Regions from separate parts of the Mus musculus genome. Here region 1 is linked to region 2. A link is a contact called in public HiChIP or PLAC-seq data. All regions are on one chromosome and are shown on one strand. The core of a region is the stretch at or near the end of the contact, and the rest is flanking DNA. Distances in the headings are between cores, read along the strand shown. Region 1 overlaps Usp48 (ubiquitin specific peptidase 48). Region 2 has its middle 12 kb from the start of Gm52681.

Region 1 (5,605 bases), core at 522-3,021, 240 kb after region 2:
ATTTCTTAAAACTGATTTGTGAGCTGGGAAGCAAGATACAACTGTTTTTTCTTTTCATTAATTTAAACTGTAGGATGCACAAGAGTTTTCCAAGCTCTTTATGTCGCTGTTGGAAGACACTTTGTCTAAACAGAAGAACCCGGATGTTCGGAATGTTGTGCAGCAGCAGTTCTGTGGAGAATATGCCTATGTGACTGTGTGAGTCTACTGCAGCTCTCCTGCCATTAATTACCCTTCATCTCAGTCTCAGGTTATCACAGTGGTGGGTTATCACTGCACCCGAGGTATTTATAGCAGTATATTTCCATGGGAACATGTTGAAGCAGCTACCTGGCCTATTGCAGTTGAGTGCTGCGGGTATTGGAAACTGGCTGAAGACTGTGAGGCTGTGTAGTGTGGGCTGAGATGTGAGGTTGGAACTGCCTGGCAGACTAAAGCATGCTGGACATTGCTCGGGGAGGCTCTAGTCCAAGAGAGACTGATCCCTAGTCTGGTTCTATTTTTATTTTGCAGGTAATTTATGTGCTACAATTTCTCTAACAGAATAATGAACATTATAAGCACTCCCTCTCCTCTGTCTAGAGCAGTGGTTCTCTTTTTTTTCTTGGTTTTTTCAAGATAGGGTTTCTCTGTGTAGCCCTGGCTGTCCTGGAACTCACTCTGTAAACCAGGCTGGCCTCGAACTCAGAAATCCACCTGCCTCTGTCTCCCAAGTGCTGGGATTAAAGGCGTGGGCCACCAATGCCTGGCTCGAGTAGTGGTTCTCAACCATCCTAATGTTTCGACTCTTCTATGCAGCTCCTTATGTCCTGGTGACCCCAACCATAAAATTATGTCATTGCTGCTTTGTGATTGTGACTTTGCTGCTGTCATGAATCGTAATGTAAATATCTGCCATGCAGGCTGTTTAGCATGTGAGCGCCTAGGTAGAGAACTGCGGGTGTAGGGTGTGTGCTGCAGAGACATAAGCTGCTCTTCTCACTCTCATCTCAGTGTTCATTGGTTCATTGTAGGTGCAATCAGTGTGGCCGAGAGTCTAAGCTTGTATCGAAGTTCTATGAACTGGAGTTAAACATCCAAGGCCACAAGCAGTTAACAGACTGCATCTCAGAGTTCCTGAAGGTACTTACATGTCGGCATGCATGGTTTCTGCTCGCTGATGGCTCTGTTCCATTTTGGGTGGCATTTTGATTCATGGGCACATCCGTTATTAGAGAGTTTGTCAAATAAGCAATATCTGTTTTTGTAAAGGTCCAAAAGGAGCTATAAAGTACCAAGTAGTCTGCACCTTAACTTAAGTTTAGAGCACTGTGTGCTAGTTTGTGTGTAAAGGTGTGTGTGCTTGGTTATAGGCAGCACATGCCCCTCCCTCCATGTTTCTGCTTTTTCTATATTCTGAGAGCTCCCATCAGTGGAGTTGCTCTGACGAGTGTGATAGACGAGCTTGGAGCACACAACTTCCTGTCTTTTAAACAGTGTTGAGTTTGCATTCTCTCTTGTACACATTAGCAGTCGGAAGCCATTAATCACATTGAGTTTATCCATCTAAAGACGTCCTGAGTGTTCACTTAGTGTTGTATTCTTAGTGTTGTATTAAGCACGGTGGCAGTTGCGCTGACGGTATTGGCCAGAGCAGCACAGGTTGCAGTGCAATGCCATGGCTACCAGTGGCTCACTAAATGCACAAAATAGACTGTGGTGTGGTCATCCAGGTGCTGTAGAGAAGAATAATGCAGGGCAGGGCAGGGCTGGCTGCAGGCCTCTGTGCTTCACAGGAAAGCAGGAGAAGGGTGTTTCTGAGCATCCGAGTCACAGAAGGCCAGGCGGAGGTGGGACCTGTGGTTTGAGGACAGGAAGCTCTGTGTGTGTGTGTGTGTGTGTGTGTGTGTGTGTGTGTGTGTGATAGTGCTTGAGCACATGACGAGTGACAGAAAACAGTAGTTGTAGTTGAGAGGCCCGGTTAGAAGTCTGACTTGTCCATCAAGTGAGACTTGGGCCATCATAGTTGTGGTCACGGGCGGGTGGCATGTTCTCAAAGGATGACTGCACGTTGCTGAAGGGTGGGGCTGCCAGGACTGGGGCTTAACTGAAGGGTTGAGGAGGGCTGGCTGGCTGCCTGGCTTTACTAATTTCAGGGTAGAGTCAAGGGCTTTTAGGTTTTGTGGCCTGATGAGTTGGAAGAATGTCTTTGCTAAGATGGAAGGAGACTGAGAAGGGTAAGGTTGAGAAGAACCGTGAGGTGAGGACAGACCTGAGGTGGACAGGAGAGTCAGGAGTTCAAAGCCAGCTTCAGCTACTTTAGGGAGAGACTGTTTATGTTGCATAAAGAGTTTGGTTTGACCTGTAGCTCCGTAGCAGAGTTTGCTTAGCATGTTGAATGTCAGCAGCGCGCGCGCACGCACACACGCACACACACGTTGGTGTTAAATCTGTCTTACTTGAAGTGGGAGAAATGAGGAAGGAGGGAAGGACTCGAGCTACTTTTCTTGTCCTGACCTCTGACATAATTAGGGAGAAGCAACAGCTGGCTGGGGAAGCTGCAGAGGGCGGGTGTGGGGGGGAGGGGGAGGAGGATGATGGCGGCGTTCCCCGTTGGATGGAAGCTGCAGAGGGTGGGTGGGAGGAGGAGGAGGGTGGTGGCGTTCCCCGTTGGATGGAAGCTGCTAGCTCACAGAGCTGTGCTTTACTTCCTAATCCCTAACCAGGAAGAACGATTAGAAGGAGACAATCGATACTTCTGTGAAAACTGTCAGAGCAAACAGAATGCTACACGGAAAATCCGGCTTCTGAGCCTCCCTTGCACTCTGAACTTGCAGCTGATGCGTTTCGTGTTTGACAGGTGAGTCTGTGCAGGCAGTGGGCAAAGACCACGGTAGGACGGCTCACATGGAGCCTTGGTTCTTCCAAGTATATTTCATGATGGCGAGTTGCTGGCCTTTGTTGGGCCCACCAGCAGATGAATAATGACACAGAGACTTACTACTATACTGTACCTTAGGTCTCGGCTCATCCAGCGTGCCTGACCACATAGTGCACATCACGTCACACAGCCAACCTCTTCCATGTCCCACTGGTGAACCTTCTCACTATTCTCCCAGAGACCCTCTCTCAGCCTGGAAAGGTCTTGCCTTCCCTTTCCTGTCCAGCTTTTGGCTGTTAGCTTTTTATTAAACCAATTGCCAGGTGAGGGAGGAAGAGTTTACAGAATATGATACGAATAGCAATACCAGAGTTCATCCAGAAACCCTAAGTCTTCAAATGATGCATCCCGTTTGAAGTGGTACAGTAAATTCTTTAGAGGCCAGTTGTATCCAGATAGGAGCTGGAGATAGATGTACAGAGAATATGTGTTTGTAAGCACTGTTAATTTTTAGCTTTGTAATGAAAAACCATAAGGACCTGAATTGCCTTGATATTTCTGGATGATTGTGTACAGATAAAATTCTCCTCTTCATGGGAGTGCATCTTTCATCATATAACTGAGGTAGCTCTTCATGGGAGTGCATCTTTCATCGTGTAACTGAGGTGGCTCTGCACTTGGGCACGCAGTCTATGCTTTGGCAATGAATCATTAGGTGTCAGAACTTTGCAGAGGGGCTCAGCCTTTGCCTGTGTGTGCTAATAGACTTCTGGTTGGAATCAGGCTGCTGTGGAGCCTGTCAAGGATCTGGCAGCATGTGCACAGGCTCCCGATGGTTTGACTGTATCTTCTTCATGGCAGGCAAACTGGACACAAGAAGAAGCTCAATGCATACATCGGCTTCTCAGAGAGTCTAGATATGGAGCCTTACGTGGAGCACAAAGGTACTGTTGTGACCAAGCTGTGACTGTTAGCTTGAGAGGGAACCGAGGCCTGCTCTCTCCACGTGCAGAGTGTTCCTTGAATCCCTGTTTGCAGTCTCTGAACAGCAGCTTTTTGACAAGAAGTTACTTTCATTTGTAAGAGTTAGCACACTTAAATTTTACAGATCTCACCGGACCCTGCCCCGTCTCCTTTTAAAGTTCAAAATGGAAATGTGGTTTGCATACTATAGAAGTGAACATCTTCATGAACCACCCAAAAGGGAAGACACCATGCCAGCAACCTAGTGTCCACAGGGTGCTTACAGATTGTCCCTTGTCTCTCCCGTCCACCCAGCACCACATTTTTTCTTTTTGCCATTAAGCATCTCCCTGAACTGATAGTCGGGATTACTCTTTTTGTCTCCTGGGATATTGCCAGGCAAAGATAACATGTAATTAATCCTGCCATTCTGCTGCTCTGGGTTGGTGGGTGGTGCCTGGAGAAAGCGACATCCCTGGTGTGTGTCTCCCAGTAGAAAGGTTCAGGCAGCACACAGAGGTCTAATTGGACATCGTGGACTTGGCGTGGGTTGGCGAGTCCCCTTGTGCTTGATGTGATTACTGACTGATCCTCCAGTTCAGATTTACTGTCCCAAGCTTCCCTTTGTAAGTTAACTAGTGTGGTTAGCGTGGACATTAGTGGTTTTCTTCCCTTTGCCACTCTTGCTTAATTCTCAGTAATTCCCTTCCCCACGGTCCTCCCTGACGTTGTGTTCCCTCCTCCATTGGTTCCTTCCTAGCTGCTCACACCTACTCTCCAGGCCTGTAGTCCATGGCCTTGTCTTACATCATTTCCATTTTCAAGCTCCTGGTTTCTGTAAGGGTGCAAGGGTACTTCAGTCCATGACTAGCACTGTAGAAATGGTGCCTCTGTGTCTTCTGACCCGTTTATCAAAAACCTGTAAAGAGAGGTTTCTTCAGAAATTTCTCCAGAGTGGGACACATGTGGCTTCCCCCCAAAGACCCTTAGGTTTATGTCTGGGACACCCTCTCTAGTTAGATGTCATCACAGGCTTAGGAACTTGTGGGTCTATCTGAGCCATGAAATTTCTTCCTCTTTTATTCTGCTGCTTTGCTTAAGACTCGGGAACTTTCTTTTCTTTTGTATTACTATTTTAAAAGGTTAAAGTGATTGAGTGAATGTATGTTTACTACACGTGTGCCTGATTTTTCAGAGGCCAGGACAGGGTTTCAGCTCTACTGCAACCGTTCTCGCAAGAACAAGAAGTACTCTGAACCCCTGAGCCTTTTCTTTTCTTTTTTCTTTTCTTTCTTTCTTTTTTTTTGTTTTCGTTTTTCGAGACAGGGTGTCTCTTTGTAGCTCTGGCTGTCCTGGAACCCACTTTGTAGACCAGGCTGGCCTCGAACTCAGAAATCCACCTGCCTCTGCCTCCCAAGTGCTGGGATTACCCAACTTGCTTCTTGGTCGGTCATGATGTTTGTGCAGGAATAGAAACCCTGATTAAGAGACCATCCTGGCCGAGAATCTACCAAATAGCCCATACTGTCCTCCAACTTGTCCTCTAATCTCCTGTTTGAATTGTCATTTTGTTTTGTTTTAAAGACACTTATATTTTGTAAACATCATCCTGGGTGGCTCTTTGCCCATTTGAATGGTTTGGCTGTGCCTTGCGTTTGTTGGTCCTCTTACCTCAGTCTTTGGGGTGCTGAGTGGTGGGGGTGCAACCCCCTGCCAGGCTCTTAGGTGTCTTGCTTGTGTCCTGTCAGGCACATAAGCACGGCAGTGATAGTTCATGTTCAG
Region 2 (5,666 bases), core at 397-2,896:
TAAAGGAAAGAAAAGGAACGGCAGTGGCCTGACCATAAAAATCTCTGAAGGCCGGGGCCGTAACTCGGCTGTGAGCGCTTGCTCAACAACACGAACTCCTGGTTTCGATATCTAGCACTGTGTAAATGCAGTGTGGTGAGGCAAGGCGTGCCTGTAATTCCCGCACTCCAGAGGCAGAGATAAGAAAATTCAGAAATTCAAGGTCACTCTTGCCTCTGTACCAAGTTCCAGGCTGACCTGGGCTGTAAAATGAGACCTTGACTTAACCAACCAACCGGAAGGTTAATCTGGAGCTAGCAAAGGCACTGTTCCAAGTGTGAAGCCCCTGCGCTCCCATGCCTTTGCCCAAGAAGTGGACGTGATCCTGTGATCCACTGGAGATCCACTAGGATATCGCTATGTCACTTCCCAACTTGGCTATGCCCTCCCCACCCCCTTTTTAAAAAGATTTGTTTAAAAACAAGAAACCTGTTGGGGTGATGGCCCACCCCTGAAATCCTAGCACTTGGGAGGATCAGCGGTGTAAGGTCATCCTTGGCTGCATGGTGATTTCTAGGCTAGACTGGGCTCCATGAAACTGCCTCAAAATTTAAGACAAGGGCTGGAGAGATGGCTCAGCGGGTAAGAGCACCCGAATGCTCTTCCGAAGGTCCGGAGTTCAAATCCCAGCAACCACATGGTGGCTCACAACCATCCATAAGGAGATCTGACCCCCTCTTCTGGAGTGTCTCACATATAATAAATAAATAAATCTTTTTTTTTTTAATTTAAGTCTTAGTAAAGGAGGAGGAAGAGGAAATTTTCACACAATATCTCTCCTCAAAGACTACTTATTCCCTTAAAACGGGGCGTTATTTTATGTGGTGGTGTTTCATTGTATACTTGACAGAATCTGGAATTCTTGGCATAGCGATGAGGGAGGGCGCATCTAGATCAAGGGATTTCTGTAGGGGATTATCTTGATCAGGTTAATTAGTGTGGGAAGATTCACCTTAACTGTGGGCCGGATGCTGTCTGTGTAGGGGGATCCTGGACTGTGTAAGAGAGAGCGAGCTGAGCGGCAGTGTGCATTTATCCTGCTGGGTTTCCTGGTGGCGGTTTTGACGGGACCAGCTGCTTCAACCTTGACTTCCCCACCATAATGGGCTGTACTCTGAATAGAAAGCTAGAACAAATCTTTTCTCTTAAGTTGCCATTAAGGTTTTTATTACATTTATTAACTTATTCATATGAGTGTGCATTTGTACCATGTTGCTCACCTCTCTCTTTCCATCCCGAGAGTCCAGGCCATCGGGCTTGGTACCGATGAGCTATCTCGCAGGCCCTCCTAAGTTGCTTACATCAGAGACTTTGATTGTAGCCACAGGAACAGAAACCAAGTCACCATGTGTCTATATTCTAGCGCCTAGACAAGTCCCAGAAACACAGGAGTCTTGCACAGACATCAGCAAGATGAGTGCTACTCCACGCCCAAGCAGAAAGCCAGCCTCAAGTGAAGCCAGGCTTGCAGCAGATCTTCAGGCCCAAAAGTCATGGTGGCCACCAGGGCAGAAAGGTTTCTCTAGAGTGAGGAAGTAGCTACTGTCCACTCTGCCGGCCACAGCCACGGCTGTGTCGGCTGCTGACCAGACAGAAGACAGGAAGACAAGGCTGATCTGCATTGTGGGCAGGGCAGGGCAGGGCAGGGCAGGACAGGCAAGCAGGCTTCAGAGCAAGTCCCGCACAGGAAGACAAGCAGAACAAAGGGATTGGAAATGTAACAAGAGCAAATGTGACATGGCGCTACCTAGGCTGGCTCACCTCTGGTGACCCTGCTTTCTGCCCTTCTCACTCAGAGAAACTTAACTGCTCCTAGTTTTAAAATCTAAGGCCGGGACTGATCCTGTTGGGCAGTTAGAGCTCAGCCACCAGGGAAGCCAGGGCTCCTGTTTCCTGAGTGTTCACCCTCTTTCCTCAAAGGCAAGATTCCTAAGAACTAAACTGATCTGTTGCCACGGGACAGTTTCTGTTTTGTTTTGCTTGAGTCAGGGGTTTTCAGTTAGCCCTACTTGACCTTGAAGTTGCCTGTCTCTGCCTCTATAGAATTGGGATTTCCTGTGTATGAGCCACCAGTATCCATTATGATACTGTTTGTAAAGGGCCAAACTTTACTTGGGAGGCCGAGGCAGGAGGATTCCTGCAAGTTTGAGGTTAGCCTACTTTACATTAGGTATTCTAGAACAGGTAGGGTTGCATAATGAGACCTTTTCAAACACACACACACACACACACACAGACACACACATACACACACACACACAGACACACACACACACACAGACACACAGACACACACACACAGACACACACACACACAGACACACACACAGACACACACACACAGACACACACACACACACACACACACACAGACACACACACACACAGACACACACACACACACAGACACACACACACAGACACAGACACACACATAGACACACAGACACACACACACAGACACACACACACAGACACACACACACACAGACACACACACACACAGACGCACACACACAGACACACAGACACACACAGACACACACAGACACAGACACACACACACACATACACACACACAGACACACACACACAGACACATACACACACACAGACACACACACACACAGACACATACACACACACAGACACACACACACACACAGACACACACAGACACACACACACACAGACACACACACACAGACACACACAGACACACACACACACAGACACACACATACACACACAGACACACACACAGACACACACACACACAGACACACACACACAGACACACACACACACAGACACACACACAGACACACACACACACACAGACACACACACACACACACAGACACACAGACACACAGACACACACACACACACAGGGTGAGGTGGGAGTAAGGTCTTAATATTTCCAGGGTGAGGTGGGAGTAAGGTCTTAATATTTCCAGGGCACTGGAAATGAGCTACTAATGGTTACAGAAGGTTCCGTTCATACCAAAAACAGAAAATCATGAGCTCCAAGTTAACAGGAGTCAGCTGGAGAAACAAGCAGCAAACACCCAGGACAAGCAGCGGGCTCACTGTCCCAACAAGAGGACAAAGGGACTCTCAGCATTCAGTCCCAAGTTTCCTTAGCTAAGAAAGCAGCCCAGCCACACAGTCACAGCCTGGGGAATGTTTATCGCAACCTTCAAAGCCAAGCTCCAAGAAGACAGCGGCTCAGATTTCTCATAGCCACGGTAGGATCTTGCGTCAAAGGGAGCCTTTGGTGTACCTCTCTGGAGCAGAGGCACGGCAAGCTGAAACAAGCGTTTGTCAGAGATTCTGACTCCAGGGCAACATCTTGGACACCTGAGCTCTGAGCACTGAGGCAGCAGCTTAGAGACGCCTCTGTGCCAGCATTTCCACCATCTCTTCCCTTGCTGTCGGGTCTCAGCCACTGTTCAGCAGATTACAGGAGATCACTAAGGACAGTCCCAGGCCCGGCTGCAGAACCACAGTAGACCATCCTGAGGATGGGAGATGTGGATTTTGGGACCGGGGGGGTGGGGGGGGGTGGGGGGTGCGGGTATGACTTCCTTGTCATGGTCTCAAAATCCTCAACAGTCTTCGTCAAGGCTCTCGGGTAGAACCTGGACCTGGGAAGCCAGCATCAGGACGACTTCTGACTCTTCAGCCACCTTGTCATTTGGCCATGACCTCATTTGACCATCTGGACTGCTCTTATTTCTTGAGTCTCCATCCTAGAACTGGGGCAGGGGTAGGGGTAGGGCGGGGGGTGGGGGATGCATTTCAGATTCCAAAGCACAGAGCACAGAGCAGAGCAAAGTGGAGGTCAACAAGAGCAGACCAGAAGGGCTGCTGAGCCACCCTCCTCTCTTGGATCTGTACCCCGGCCTGATGGGGTTTATTCATAAAGCCACCACAAAGTCTATTTTTATTTCGCTGCTTGCTGAATCATTAGAGGCAGTTGAGAAAATGTGTTAATCCTGGCTGAGAGCTGGAGGTTTTTAAAGTGCAAAGGAAGACGAACGATGACCTTTTTGTTAGTTTGTTTGTAGCCAGGGTCTCATTAAAGAGAGGCACATTTGCCACTGTGCCTCCCTTAAGAATCCTGGCCTTGCTAGCAACTTGTACCCATTTCTCCCTCCTACTATGCTAAGTTTAACACTAGGTTAAGGGAAAAAAAAAAAACCTAACAAAACAAAAAACCACCCCACATGGATAGAAGTATGAAAATCAAAGCCAGAAATTGTGGCACACACTTTTGATCCCAGTACTCAGAGGCAGAGGTAGAGGCAAGTGGTGGATCTCTGAGTTCGAGGCCAGCTTGAGCTACAGAGGAAGTTCCAGAACAGTCATATCTACATACAGAAAGTGTCTCAAAAAACAAAACAAAAAGATGTGTGTGTGTGTGTGTGTGTGTGTGTGTGTATACACATGCACGTGAGACACTGCAAATTTGTGTGCAAACCCAAAAAGGCCAGAAGAGGGCATCATATCTCCTGTCTCAGATAGTTGTAGGCAAGGGTACTAGGCATTCTCTTAACTCTGAGCCAACTCTCCATCCTGATCTTGAACTTCTCTGATCCTGCCCCAAGCTCCTGTGGAGCTCAGAGCTTCCTGTACTAGGCCAGCACTCACTCCCTTAGCCTCCCTCCCATCTCCTTCCCCAAGCCCTTGTAAGGGAACATTGTTGGCCAGGTCTGAGATAACGTGATGAAAGGAGGAAATGTTCTATTCACTTACATCCACTTACATCTACTTGGCTGTTCTTTGTTCTTGTTTTAACTGTTCTCCAGCTGTTTTGTGCTGGAAGAACGGCAAGAGCTTATAATAAACAAATCAATCAGTCAGTCAATCAACAAACCCCTGCCATTGAGACCATCCGGATGTTTCAGAGGTACAGGTGCTCGCCACCAAGCCTGACAATTGGACCCACATGGTGGAAGAAGAGAACTAACTCCCATTAAGTGGTCCTCTGATTTCCACACACAAACTGTGACACCCCCATGTGTGTGAGCATGCACACACACACAACAACACATACATACACACACACACACACACACACACACCACACACACATACATAAATACGGTTTTAAAAAGCATAGCTTCTATAGTGATGCTGTTTTTCAAATCATGTCTTTCATTCACATGGCCCCAATGAACTACCCACTCCCTAATCTTCATAGCAGGAATGCTGGCATTTAAAATTCCTTCTCCCTCAGACAGTTGCTCAGGTTTGTTTCCTAGGCAACAATTGACACAGTCAAAAATCATTAACAGTGGCTAGGCCTGGTGGCCCACGCTGATGGCCCTGGCCTTTGGAGGACAGAGGGAGGAGATCAAGGCCATCCTCTGCTACACAGGCCAGCCTTTGCTACAAGGGACCCTGTGTCCAAAACAAACTGGCCAGCCATGGTAATCCCTAGTGGATCTCTGTGAGTTTAAAGCCAGTCTGGCCTGCACATGAATTCCAAGTCAGGTAGGACTACACAGTGAGACTCTGTCTCACTGTCATAGTTTCTCATTTGGTGCTGTGACGAAAGATTCAATTTTTAAGGCTGGGCATGGTGGGGTACACCTTAAATCTCAACACTCAGGATAGAG

What was found. HiChIP or PLAC-seq counts read pairs in DNA pulled down with a chosen protein or histone mark.
Region 1: an H3K4me3 HiChIP or PLAC-seq map of bone marrow-derived macrophages shows a contact between it and region 2, with 3 times the contacts expected there. The contact joins two enhancer-like sites. A contact is called at or near these places in 1 of 484 Hi-C or Micro-C datasets (natural killer cells), 4 of 115 datasets of contacts at active chromatin or transcription factors (bone marrow-derived macrophages, embryonic stem cells, memory CD8 T cells and 1 more) and 1 of 9 other capture datasets (pancreatic islet).

The regions. Positions count from the first base shown.
Region 1 is chr4:137,607,985-137,613,589 of GRCm38.p6, forward strand. It overlaps Usp48 (ubiquitin specific peptidase 48), which reads left to right. Exons shown (of 27, transcript NM_001355588.1): 5 at 74-198; 6 at 1,014-1,122; 7 at 2,706-2,839; 8 at 3,722-3,804. Among named protein-coding and RNA genes, the nearest start is that of Usp48, 17 kb to the left of the region's middle. Within about 2 kb of position 1,772, at least 89 of the 459 cell types and tissues checked have an H3K27ac peak or open chromatin away from gene starts, as enhancers often do. A contact at or near this core is called in bone marrow-derived macrophages, where this site is marked.
Region 2 is chr4:137,372,280-137,377,945 of GRCm38.p6, forward strand. No RefSeq gene overlaps it. Among named protein-coding and RNA genes, the nearest start is that of Gm52681, 12 kb to the right of the region's middle. Within about 2 kb of position 1,647, at least 81 of the 459 cell types and tissues checked have an H3K27ac peak or open chromatin away from gene starts, as enhancers often do. A contact at or near this core is called in bone marrow-derived macrophages, where this site is marked.